Regions from separate parts of the Mus musculus genome. Here regions 2, 3 and 4 are each linked to region 1. A link is a contact called in public HiCAR-type, HiChIP or PLAC-seq and promoter capture Hi-C data. All regions are on one chromosome and are shown on one strand. Each heading gives the region's core, a stretch centred on a gene start, on an enhancer-like site or on the middle of the called end of the contact. The rest is flanking DNA. Distances are from core to core; before and after follow the strand shown. Region 1 has its middle 200 kb from the start of Gm30397. Region 2 holds the start of Mtnr1a (melatonin receptor 1A). Region 3 overlaps Fat1 (FAT atypical cadherin 1). Region 4 overlaps Fat1 (FAT atypical cadherin 1).

What was found. Promoter capture Hi-C pulls out the DNA fragments that hold promoters and counts their contacts. HiCAR-type assays count read pairs that join an accessible place to other places. HiChIP or PLAC-seq counts read pairs in DNA pulled down with a chosen protein or histone mark.
Region 2: a contact with region 1 is called in a promoter capture Hi-C map of embryonic stem cells, with 2.7 times the contacts expected there. The contact joins the promoter of Mtnr1a here to the enhancer-like site in region 1. A contact is called at or near these places in 4 of 39 promoter capture datasets (embryonic stem cells and stem cell-derived epiblast-like cells) and 1 of 115 datasets of contacts at active chromatin or transcription factors (embryonic stem cells).
Region 3: an H3K27ac HiChIP or PLAC-seq map of embryonic stem cells shows a contact between it and region 1, with 2.5 times the contacts expected there. The contact joins two enhancer-like sites. A contact is called at or near these places in 1 of 115 datasets of contacts at active chromatin or transcription factors (embryonic stem cells) and 1 of 9 other capture datasets (embryonic stem cells).
Region 4: a contact with region 1 is called in a HiCAR-type map of embryonic stem cells, with 5 times the contacts expected there. The contact joins two enhancer-like sites. A contact is called at or near these places in 1 of 115 datasets of contacts at active chromatin or transcription factors (embryonic stem cells) and 1 of 9 other capture datasets (embryonic stem cells).

The regions. Positions count from the first base shown.
Region 1 is chr8:44,568,380-44,571,296 of GRCm38.p6, reverse strand. No RefSeq gene overlaps it. Among named protein-coding and RNA genes, the nearest start is that of Gm30397, 200 kb to the left of the region's middle. Within about 2 kb of position 1,381, at least 3 of the 459 cell types and tissues checked have an H3K27ac peak or open chromatin away from gene starts, as enhancers often do. A contact at or near this core is called in embryonic stem cells, where this site is marked.
Region 2 is chr8:45,067,739-45,070,655 of GRCm38.p6, reverse strand. It overlaps Mtnr1a (melatonin receptor 1A), which reads right to left and starts at 1,549. Exons shown (of 2, transcript NM_008639.3): 1 at 1,254-1,549. The coding sequence starts at 1,446.
Region 3 is chr8:45,000,373-45,003,289 of GRCm38.p6, reverse strand. The region is part of intron 2 of Fat1 (FAT atypical cadherin 1); the gene reads right to left. Among named protein-coding and RNA genes, the nearest start is that of Fat1, 52 kb to the right of the region's middle. Within about 2 kb of position 1,534, at least 113 of the 459 cell types and tissues checked have an H3K27ac peak or open chromatin away from gene starts, as enhancers often do. A contact at or near this core is called in embryonic stem cells, where this site is marked.
Region 4 is chr8:44,978,847-44,981,763 of GRCm38.p6, reverse strand. The region is part of intron 1 of Fat1 (FAT atypical cadherin 1); the gene reads right to left. Among named protein-coding and RNA genes, the nearest start is that of Fat1, 30 kb to the right of the region's middle. Within about 2 kb of position 1,518, at least 130 of the 459 cell types and tissues checked have an H3K27ac peak or open chromatin away from gene starts, as enhancers often do. A contact at or near this core is called in embryonic stem cells, where this site is marked.

The DNA of each region.
Region 1 (2,917 bases), core at 132-2,631:
TATCTTAAAATACCGATTAAAACTGTCTGTTTAGACCAACAGTAAATGCTCTAGAGGCATTAAATTGAACTCCCAAAGAATTATTACCTACTTGAATCTTTTTAATTTCTCAAATGCCTCTAATATATTATTTACCACTTGTTAGTTTTTGAAATCATGAGAGTTATGCCATTTTAGCATTAAAAATACATAGGTAGAGCTAAATAAATAAAACAAGCCACCCTGCCCTCTTTGTCTTTCTTCAGAGTTCAACAGTTGTACACAAGTCAGTCTTGGGAGACTATAATAGCAAAGACAGAACTCAAAGTATGTGTTCCCACAAACTTTCCTCTGATTAGCACTTACAGTGAGAATCCCAAGGGTCACAGACATAAAACATGTTTTTTATAGGAGAAGTGCATGTCTCTACTTTGCAGAAGATATTTATGCACAGAAGGGAACACCTACTGTTGAAAGCTCAATTCAGGAAAATAGAAACTTATTTGTTATGGGACCAGGAGATTTAAGAATAGAAAATACTGATGGAAATTGATTCCATTTTAAACATCAAGACTGTCCAAATAATACATATTATTAGCTTCATAAGAAAGCTTAAGAGGTTGTGGGTTGGTTGTACTCATAGAGGTTGCAAATGCTAGTTTTTGCAGGCTTTGGGGAGCATGGTGCTTTTTCTAGCCACACAAAACACCAGCTCACAGAAAACAGAAAGCAGCAGTTCTCTTGTATGTAGCTGGGCACCTAAAATTAGATATGGCCATTTTACTGGCATCTCATTTCTTCTCTTAAGTTTGGTCTTCCACCCTGTGTACTAAGATGGAATCCAGGAATCAGAAAGAAAATTGTGAGTCTGTGGAAGGTGGTGGATAGATGGAAGTGTACGCAGAGAAGGATGTGAGGAGAAGGAGGAACCTTGCATAAGACACAGGGACATAGAATTACTGTCTTTTCAGACATTGCACGTCCAAGTTATTTTTTTTAATTCAAGGGGCTTTTTTGGTGGGGGGGGAGCTTTGTGGTTTTAAAAATATGACTATAATTAAATTGTCTGAATTAGAAAAGCAAAAAGTTTGGGAGCTGTTCTATTTATAGTTTGAGAGCAAAGGTGGGGGAAGGACAGAGAAGAAGAAGGAGGAGGAGAAGGAGCAGGAGGAATAGGAAGAGGAGAGAGAGGGAGGGAGAGAGAGAAAAAGGGAGAGAGAGACAGATAAAGACAGAAAGTGAGAGAGGGAGGGAGGGGGAGAGGGGGAAACAGAAACACAGACACACACAGATAGACAGAGACACAGAGAGACAGACAAAGAGATACTAGCCCTGCTCAGAGATATCTGGGTCACCTCTGACTTGTCTGTGGATTTCTGCCATTGTTTTCTTCTCCCGGGGACAGAAGAGAGCAGCATGCCTTCTGTTTCTCTTTATCCATACCGCCTTGAACCTTCTTTATGAGCTATTTCCTAGTGGTTTGCTAATCAGCATCTTAAACAGGTTTAACCAAAGTGGGTCAGTGCTGCTGTAAATCTCCACCCAAATATGCCCCAGCAATGAAAACACAACTCCATTAATATGAGTACACGCTGTGCGCCTAGATTGGGCAGATCTACCGCTACACTAACGTCTTCCACATCTATGAGACCCCTTAGAACTTGTGGTTTCTCCAGGCCATGTGCTTCTGCTCCACTTTTCTTCTTCTTCCTCCTCCTCTGCGTCCTCTACTTCTCCATTTTCTCCTCCTTCTCTCTCTCCTCACCTTCCTTTCCACCTTCCCTTTTATCTGCCCAATCATCAGCTCTCCTTTATTTTACAAATTAGGGTGGGAAGCAGGTTTACAGGAAATCACCTGAGTGCTGACTCACTCCTTGTTCACAACCACTTACTGGAGAACAGAATTAACATCAAATATAATTAACCCCAGGGCTATCCACAACTGGTCAGGAATTGAGTACTTCTTCTTAACTGACCCTCAAATAGCTTCCCTTCTTCGGCCTTTTGTCTACAATCCCTCAGTGTGCACACTATTTAACCAATTGACCATTCAGTAGAAATGTAGAATTGTAGAGTTAAAGGTCATAACTGTGGGTCTTAGGAGGCTGGGGATTCCAGACAATTGTACTAATAGAATTCCATTATGAAAGAAATTGAGTATCATTCAAATAATTTCTTGTCTCTAAAATATACTTGATTTATCAAAAGTAGAACAATTTTTGTAGAGATCCTCTTTGATCACACACACACACAAACACACAAATACACACACAAGCAAACACACAGATGTACACACAAATACACACACACAAAGACGCACACATACACGAATACACATAAACACACACACAAACACACTCACATACACGCACAAACACACATCTGAAAATGTTTTAATAATGAGTTTATCTGGAACTATAGTTTTTAAAGAGAAATATTCATTTTCCATGTCTATGTTGCTTTTACATTTAAAAACATGAAAATAATTTTAGGCCTCCTGAAAATATAAGGCACAGGGCAAATTTTTGAATGATGCACTACGTATTCTGAACTACATTTCCCAGAACATACTGTAAATGCTTTAAAAAAAAGTTTCATTCTTGTTGGTTCATTTATAATTCTGAAGTTTCGCAGATTGGCTGAGATTGTTATTGCCGATCGCTATACATGTCTCTGGTTAATTTTCCTGCTCACTTAATTGTCTTCCACTTTCTTTCAGGCTTCCATGGTGGTTTCTCTTATTTTTTTTTTTAAATTAAATGACTTTTGAAAGAGAATATCTTCTGAAGACTCATACATTCTTCCGTCTGGGTAGAAGTCCTTTCTCAGAAGAGAAAATGTGAACAGCGTTGTGGAGACAGGACAAGGGCGCACGCACGCAGCGCTCTAGATGCGAAGGGAGAATGCTCGCATGGACTTCAGGATCAGAATGTTTGAA
Region 2 (2,917 bases), core at 300-2,799, 500 kb before region 1:
TCTCAAGTAAAGGTTATAGAGACCAATGGAGCAAGGTAGGTGAGCTCCAGGCAGGAACCCCAAGAATTAGAGCCTCCCACTACTGAGCCTCACTACACCCTTCTCTGTAAAGTGAATGAGTCTGATGCCCGACCCTTGGGCTCACTCAAGGACTTTCTGTATGGGTGCTCAGGGTCCCAGTGCAGCTTGTGGAGACTCCTAGCTCTCAGAAGGGGTGTGCTCCCCCAACTATTCGCTTATCCCAACTATTCATTTATTACAGTGGTGGAGACCAAGCCTAGGGCTTTGCCAATGCTCCACAAACAACAACCACCAAGCTATTGAATTCTGAAGACTGGATTCTAGTTTAGGCCGATCATCCGTGAAAGGAAGTCATCCCGTTTTCTAAGCCAAACTGAATTCACATTATCAGATATTTTCAAACTAATTCTTGTACTTTGCACAGCCCGAAGCGTTGCAGAAGCTAGGCCAAAGGTGAGCCACATGCTGCCTGAATTTGAGTTTTCACCAGCTACCTGGTTTAGGACAAAAATATCATTTGGGGCCATTTATTTAAGCAAATGGATTCCCCTCTACCCTTCTACCAAAAGTTTACTTCCAAACCAGGAACAGAAATCCAAGCAACCTTGACGCTGTTTGAAGGCATAAAAAAGCTTAGGGAGAACCGACCAACCCGCTCTTACGCTCTTACGCAGGGTAACTAGGTCAGCTCATTGCTCCAGGGAACCCCAACTGTAACTCAAACACAGAATTAACTCTAGTCCTATATTCTATGCAAATGCATTTCTCGCTACAGTTTTCATCTTCTAAAATGCAGATTTGACTTGAGGAACAAAGGTGCTTCCTCAGCATTCTTAGCATCTTCCCAGACTACCTTGCAATTTGGTGCTGTTAGCTGAAAACCACACCTGATAACAAAAGCCAAGCAGTAGCTCTGTTGTTTTTGGCGGCTTCTGCATCTTCTCCTATTTTTGCGAAGTTGGGGGAAATGGATTTTATGCAAATCCAAACAACTGATGATGAGTTCGTTGATCTAGATGAGTAAAGAGATGCTGTGGGAGGGAACAGAGTTTTACATCTCTAAGAACTGAAGACTCCTGGATGATCTTTGTCAAGGCATCTTATAGAGGGACAGGGTCAAGAGAAAGGAGAGAAAATTATCCAAAGTCTCATTTCTCAGAAACGGACTTTCTGAAGTTTTCTCAGTGTCCCGCAATGGGGCTAGCGCTGGGAAAGGTGCCCGGAGCCCCTACCTGAGTTCCTGAGCTTCTTGTTGCGGTACACAGACAGGATGACCAGCAGGTTGCCCAGAATGTCCACCACGATGGTAAAGATGAGGATGAAGGCCAGTGTAGAGGCCAGCCAGGACGGTCGTGGTCTCCCTCCCTCCCCGCCGCCTGGAGCCTGCTGAGTGGCATTGAGCAGCTCGCTGACATTGCCCTTCATGGTCCCCTGGGTGCCTCACCGCAGCACAGCCAGGGCCATTGTCCTGTCGCCCCGGAGCCCTCAACTGCTCAGCTCTGCTCGAGCCCTCTCCGCCACTTTTTATGGCCCTCCCGCGTCTACTTTGCATCCTTATGATTGCTTCGCGGCTGTCCTGCCCACTCCAGCCCCTCCCGGTGGTAGGACACCCTCTCTGCACTTGGCCACTGCCGCCTGCTGACACCTGCTGTCCACTGCCCAGCAACTTGGACTCGGAGGTCCCACAGTGCGTGCACGTTGCGCCCCCGTGTGGCGAGACTCGGTGAGACACGTGGAGGCATCAAGTGGAGGGAAACTTGCACCCTGGAAGGCCTCGATTCACGAACTTGAATCCTAACCAGGACTAGATGCCCTGGATGTCTTATCCGGAAAATGAAGATGAAAATAGAATCTAACTCATCAACTTTAATAGTCAATGATGTGTAAAAATAAAGTAATAATGATATTAAATCACACCCTTTCCGTCTGGCATAGCACGATTTAATGTCTGTTCTGGGTGTTTCTGGCAATTAAACGAAACAAAATGTAAATATTTGCAGATGACAGGTGTATATGTTCTTTTGAAACTATCAGTGAAAACAGAAACTTGAGATAATAGAAGCAGACGTAGAACCACAGTGTAAGATTTCTGGGAAGTGCATTAGCCAGCTCTGTACAGAATGGAACAAAACCCCAAAACTTTCTTCAACATGGGGAAGGAGACTTACACAAAACATATGATGTTCTCATATTGAACACTTAAATTTTCATGCTCTCCATATATTTTATGGCTGTCCAATTCCTAAGCATTTCCAAAGTCCCTTTGAAAGAGTGAAGAAAAATGAAGAAAATACATTTTAAGAAGATGAATACCAGAAAAGCATGACATGACAATATTAAAATCTGTATTAAAATTAAACAATGTGTCGTAGCTCTGGAGGCTGAGGCAGGAGAATCAACACCAGTTTGGGGGCATCTTGAGCTGTGTGGTCAATCAGTGTTGCTGTATAAAATCCTGTCTCAACAAATCATATTAAGTAAAATGGTTGTGTTCATCAATAATTTCAAGAAGAAATGCAATGCAGAATTGAGGGGCCTGAGCGTGTGGCTCTGTCGTTAGGGCTCCTGTGCAGCATTTGCAAAATCTTAGACTCCATTTCTAGTGCTGTATAAACTGGATGTGGCACCTCAGTCACGTAACCCCAGCACCCAGGAGGGAAGGCAAAGGATCAGAGGTTCAAGGTCATCCTCCGCTGTTCAGGACAAACCTGGGATGTGCGAGATTTCATCTAAACCGAGAATAAAGCACAGAATTAAGAAGGTTAATGTTTTAAATTAGCAATGAGGGAAATCGGTGATGGACAGGAAGATATGTTTAAGGGAATGTGGGTAAGTGAGTCTCTAAACTTGAGGTAAGGAAGGGCCCCCTCACTAAGTGAGCATGAGAGGGAGAGTG
Region 3 (2,917 bases), core at 285-2,784, 430 kb before region 1:
CCAGTTACCATGAAGGGCGGAGCACTTGAGATCTGTAGCAGGTGAAATTTACAAACAGTAAAGCTATCGGGCAAGGTCCTGAGTGTGTGCCAGCCACCGGCTTAACCCTACATGGCAGGAAACTGACTTTCAACCATCTTCCTATCATTCTCCTTTAAGACTAAAACCAGGAAGGGGAGGCAGGCAGCAGAGGGTTAGGGGGTGGGGGCAGGGCAGTCACCTAATCCTACTTTATTTCCTTTTCCATGTCTTTGGCTACATTTTTTACTTTTTACAATAATAAGAAGAGCCACTGTAGCTTTTGACCTTATAAAGCACTATCCAAAGCAGTTTCTCTTAGCCTGAAATTCTCTCAATTCCCACTGCCCAACACAGTAGCATCTAATTGCGCCCAGCCGCTGAGCAGCTGGAATGTGGCCAGGCTAACTGAGAAAGTGGAGATTTCAGAATGAATTTAAATAACTTAAAAAGGCACTGGTCATTTTTGCTGCTTTCAATAGCCTCTTGTTCCAAATTACATGCCAACATGTGGCTCAACAATGTTCAGAATATGTTTGTGGTTAAAAAGCTAAAGATACAATTCAATGACGAATACATCCGTTATCAAAATCCAGGCTTGTAAACATTTGCCCTACAAATGCAACGTTTTCCGCTGTTCTGGCGTGGGGGCCACCACTCTCTGTCCTCCAATCCTCAGACTCCGTCCTTAGAATTCAGTTCACAGAGTTCAGCCGGAGATGAAGAACCCTTGTCATTGTCACTTTATAGCTTTGCCTAATACCCCCCCAAAATCACATCTTTGTGTTCAACCTGACTTCCGAAAATTAATTTGTTTACCAGCACACGCTTTTTGCATTTGATGGCTTTTCTGATGGTTTAAAGTTGAAAATTAAGTTGCTAGGCCCCGGTGACGCTGCCGTAATATTTAACCAGCTCAGAGTTCCCCAGTTGTTCTGCCTGCATTATTACTCAATGTGCTTGTCAAAATGGCCTCCCCAAATGTATCCTCTGAGAGAGACACAAAGCTCTTGCCCTCGACGGTAAGACAGATCAGAGGTGAGGGGTCTAAGTTATGTGAGGGGTCTAGGTAATGTGACAGTGCTAACAATGTTTATAAGTCTGTTCGGTGCAAGCACTCTTTCATGTATACTTTTAAAAAAACAAATAAATAAGCCAAGCTGTAGAAGGGCCAGAAGACGTGACCTCTTGGTTGACAGCTGTCACAGGTCCTTTCCTGGTGCTTGTAAGCAGTTACACCTAGGGGGACCAGCCAGCCTGTTATCATGGCATCCCAGCTGCTTCAATACAAAGGTGGCCTGAGGCAGCTGCACTCTGGCCACTAGGCTTTCGAAACCGTGGTTTTGGTAAAGGCACAAACTTCTTCAGCAGGTTTGTCCCAGTTAAGACAGCTCCAGGCAACTCAGAAGACCTCAGAAGCAAGCAAGGGAAGACTTAGTGGCCTCCAGGTCACTTCTACAGCTGCCCCAGGCCCAGGCTCCGCCTTTTAACAGCTGTGCTTGATTAGGCACAAACCCAGGAAGGCGCCTCTCCTAGTGACTCAACAGAAAGCTTGCAAATTCCCAACCTGAGGGCTCTGACTGGTCCCTAACTCAAGGCATTTGACGTGCTGAACTGGAAACTGTGCAGTGACCTGTGGAATTACATAGGAACTCAAGAAATGCCACGATCCTTTTCCAAATGTATCATCAGGCTGTGCTTTCATGGGCTCTAGTAAAGGGTTGTCATATCACAGGTCAAAAAGAAAAAGCTGAGCTGGCCACAGGGAAAAGCAGCACCTTTTGTTTTGTTTTGTTTTGTTTTTTGGTGGTAGAGTTAGCGGCTGCTTTCAGTTTTGTTTGGGGAGACTGGATATCCCTAGCTGCCCCAGATCTTGGGTTCCTTTTGCCTAGGCCTCCAGAATCCTGGCTTTACAGGTGTGACCCACCACCCCCTGCTTCCTTTTTAGCACAATAATTGGGTGCTTCCTTTGGTGCCAGGCTAAGCATTCTAGGAATCAGAAACATTAAGGAAAATCAAAATAAGATAAGCCCTAGGGGCAGTCAGTAAAGTGGTTGAGCAACCTTTAGACAAAGAGCTACCAGAACTAAGAGGCAAACGTTATTGTGAGCCTTGGGTATGAATGCTAACTTCCTATACAAAATGTATATGGAAATATTTACAAAGCAATTTGTCAAAAGAGAAAGGAGGAACTGGTCAGGGAAGAGACTGAGACGGGGCAAGGAAGGTGTTTCCTTTCCTATACTAGAATTCTCAAGGAAGGGATCTTCAGTTCTTAACAAATCTTTTACTTGAAACTTTATAGCCTTAAAAATACGTTAAAACTCAAAGCAAAAGATATAGGAGAACAATTTACTGGGTGGAAATTTTAGATGGAAAAGAATCCAATACAGTATTTCTTTCTCTTTCCTTCCTTCCTTCTTTCTTAAGATTTATTTATTTGTTATTTATATGAGTATACAGTAGCTGTCTTCAGACACACCAGAAGAGAGCATCAGATCCCACTATAGATGCTTGTGAGCCATCAGGTGGTTGCTGGGAATTGAACTCAGGTCCTCTGGAGCCATCTCTCCAGCCCCCAATACAGATTTCTAAAGCCTGAACTATGCAGCCATTGACAAACATAAATAAGACTTATAGATATATATGTGTATATATATATATATATATATATTTTATATTTATATTTTATATAAGTATGCTGTCTTCATGCACACTAGGAAAGATGTCAGATCACATTATACATAGATAGTTGTGAGTCACTACGTGGTTGCTGGGAATTGAATTCACAACTTCTTAACCTCTAAGCCATCTCTCCAGTCCCACATTTTCGTTTTCATTTTAAACCACCACAGTGGCAAGTGGGAGACAACTTCTTCTAATAAGTTAAAGCAACTGG
Region 4 (2,917 bases), core at 269-2,768, 410 kb before region 1:
AGGTTGATAAGCTTCAAAAGCTAAGAGAGACTTCTTCGTACATTGCTCGACCTGGGAAGAAAAGAACCAGAACCTAAGACTTGACTAAATGAATATCTCTGGAGGCCACACCAGGGTGCTGCGGTCTTCTGCAAGGGAAGGTAGTCGCTATCCATCTGTTAAGGGGAAGTTACACACTGTCTGAAGTTGGTCAACCCTTGACTATGACAGAGAAGCAACATGGTTGACCTGAAGAACCCAACTAAAGGCTGAGGAGCCGATTAAGGAGGCTCAGGGGATACAGGTGAGTGAATCCCACGAAGACAAAGAAGGAAAAGCCTGCAACGGAAGAGAACTCTGCAGCGCTCCACCACAAACACCACAAAGTTACTATACGTCGTACCACAGCATCTCCCTACGTTGCGCAGACTATACTCACACTAAAATGATATCCTGTATTAATAGTAGGACAGATATCATGAGATAACTGGGAATACAATACTAATGTTAAAATATTAAGCGGGAAGTATCGGATCCTGAGTTCTGAATCATAAGCCAGTTTTAAGTTTATACAAATTTCCGGGTGTGGTGGGGCACGCCTTTAATCCCAGCACTTGGGAGGCAGAGGCAGGTGGATTTCTGAGTTCGAGCCCAGCCTGGTCTACAGAGTGAATTCCAGGACAGCCAGGGCTACACAGAGAAACCCTGTCTCGAAAAACCAAAAATAAAAAAAACAAAAAACAAAAGTGACAAATTAAGAAAAAAACGCTTTGGGAAAGAAATAGATTCCCTGTCAGTCCGAATTCAGTCCTCAGCGGTGACCTATCAGAGATTTGAAAACTACCGCATGCTTTATCTTCCTCGTCAACAGCAGCACCTCATGCTGTTTATTGAATCTTGAGTTTGGCTGGAAATAATGTAGAGCTCACAAGAATGCCACTTGGCCTAATGCATGTGACCAACATGAAGTTCCTACCATGTGCCAGGCGGCCAAGGAACTCAGAAGAGAAAGACGGGGTCTCGGGGAGGAAATAATTAAGTGAAAATTCATTCGCCAGACCAGCAGGGTCAAGAAGTGTTTAAGAAGGAGAACGCTGAATTTTACCATCTTAGTAGATCACAGCTCTCTCCCATGATCTTACACAATAATCACGGCCTAGCTCCATCTTGAGGCACTGGGGGGTTAGAACTGTGGGCAGACATTAATTAGTTCCTCCACTTGACATTTTCTAACTTGTGCCAAAGAAGTATCTCTACTGATATGAATTAAAGCACTGTTTCACTAAGGGTTAACTGAAGGCCTTATCAACACACTGAAGAAATCTCAAGAATGTAAAAGGTGAGGGCAACGTACAGGTTTCCCTAAGCCGACTAACGACCGCTTAGAGCGTGTGTATGAAAAAGTTATGTTTCAGTATGAAGACAAAGCCCCATTCAGGGAGTGAAATGTCAGTTGAAACAGGCGGGCCTGTGCCAGCCTCCCAGGCTCCTTGCTAAAGAAGGAATGGAATGAGCTCGGGCCTGCCCCTCTCCAGACCGCCCAGCTCACTGCACACACAGAGCTCCTGCCAAGACGGCCAGTTGTCTCCCAGTCCTAGAGTGCACAAGCTGGAAGAGAGCAGAAGGGAGCAGGCCTCCCCTTCCCTGAGCCCGCTCGGGCTCCTACAAAACAGAATTTAAATGCAGAAAAGGACCGGCAACTGATTCTCTAAAAATAAAATCTAAGATCCATACGCAATTCAGCTGTGCAAAAAAGTAAGGCGTGTTCCACGAGAACGGAGTGCCAACCGAACAAATAAAAATTCCACTTGCTTTGGACACTTGTGCTAATGGGGCTGGGTCAGCTCCCACCGCCTTCTTTCTTTTATGGCTAGAACTTTTGACCAGATGTGTGGCAGGGATTTTTTCTTTTAACTTTAATAAAGCAATTTCTCAATTTAAAAAAACTCAAAGTTACTTACATATTGAAAAGAAAGAATGTACAGGAACTATCCAAAATACTCATTTTTGCTGTTAAATCCCAAAATTTATCAGAATTCAAACACTTCTGGGTGAATCTAAGCAAGTCATGGACTGCTTCAGAAACACTGCTTGGTTACTTAGTAGATAGAAACCCTGACCACCACGTTTTATGCTAGCAAACATCTCAGATTACTTCAGCTATCTCCAATGATCTCAATTCACTGCAAGGTTTGATTACACAGACCCGGGAGCCTTTGTTCAAACAGAGGTCACCGGTAGGGGTCCTGCATAGGTTTTCTGATCTCCCAGTTTTCTTAGGTAAATGAAATTATTTACATAACTGAGGAGTTCTAATTTGATATTTTAATGACAAAAGATAGCGTGCAAATGGGTGCTAAGAGAAGTAATCAAGGTTAGGGAATCTAGGCAGGCAGCATACAAACAAACCACCCTACCAAGATTTCCCAACCTTGGTGGTGGCGGGTTATCTGGAGGACGCTATTTTAAGCAGATAGGAAACAATCAAGGCTCTTGAAAACAGTGAGCTCAGTTCGAAGACTAAGAAAAGCTGTTGCTGATTCATCAGTTCAGAGACCAAAAAACTACAACTCTTAAGACATGGAAAGACGAAGTTAAGAACAGACTGGTAGGGCCGGGAAGGTAGCTCAATTGATAAGGCGCTTGGTAGGTGAGTATGAGGACCTGGGTTCAGATCAACAATAACTACATTAAAAACCATGCAGAAGTCTATGCCTATAAATCCCAGGGCTGGGGAGGCAGAGACAGAAGGGTCTTGGGGCTTGCTGACCAGGTAGTGCTACCCATTCTGTGAGTTCCAGGCTCAGTGAGAGGCCCTGACTTAATCACAAATCCTCAAACCATTACTCGGGAGATTACTATATGACTATTTCAAAAATGAAGAATAAAATAATTCCAGCACTACCCAGACCGGCCTCAAGCTCAAGCACGCCTGGAA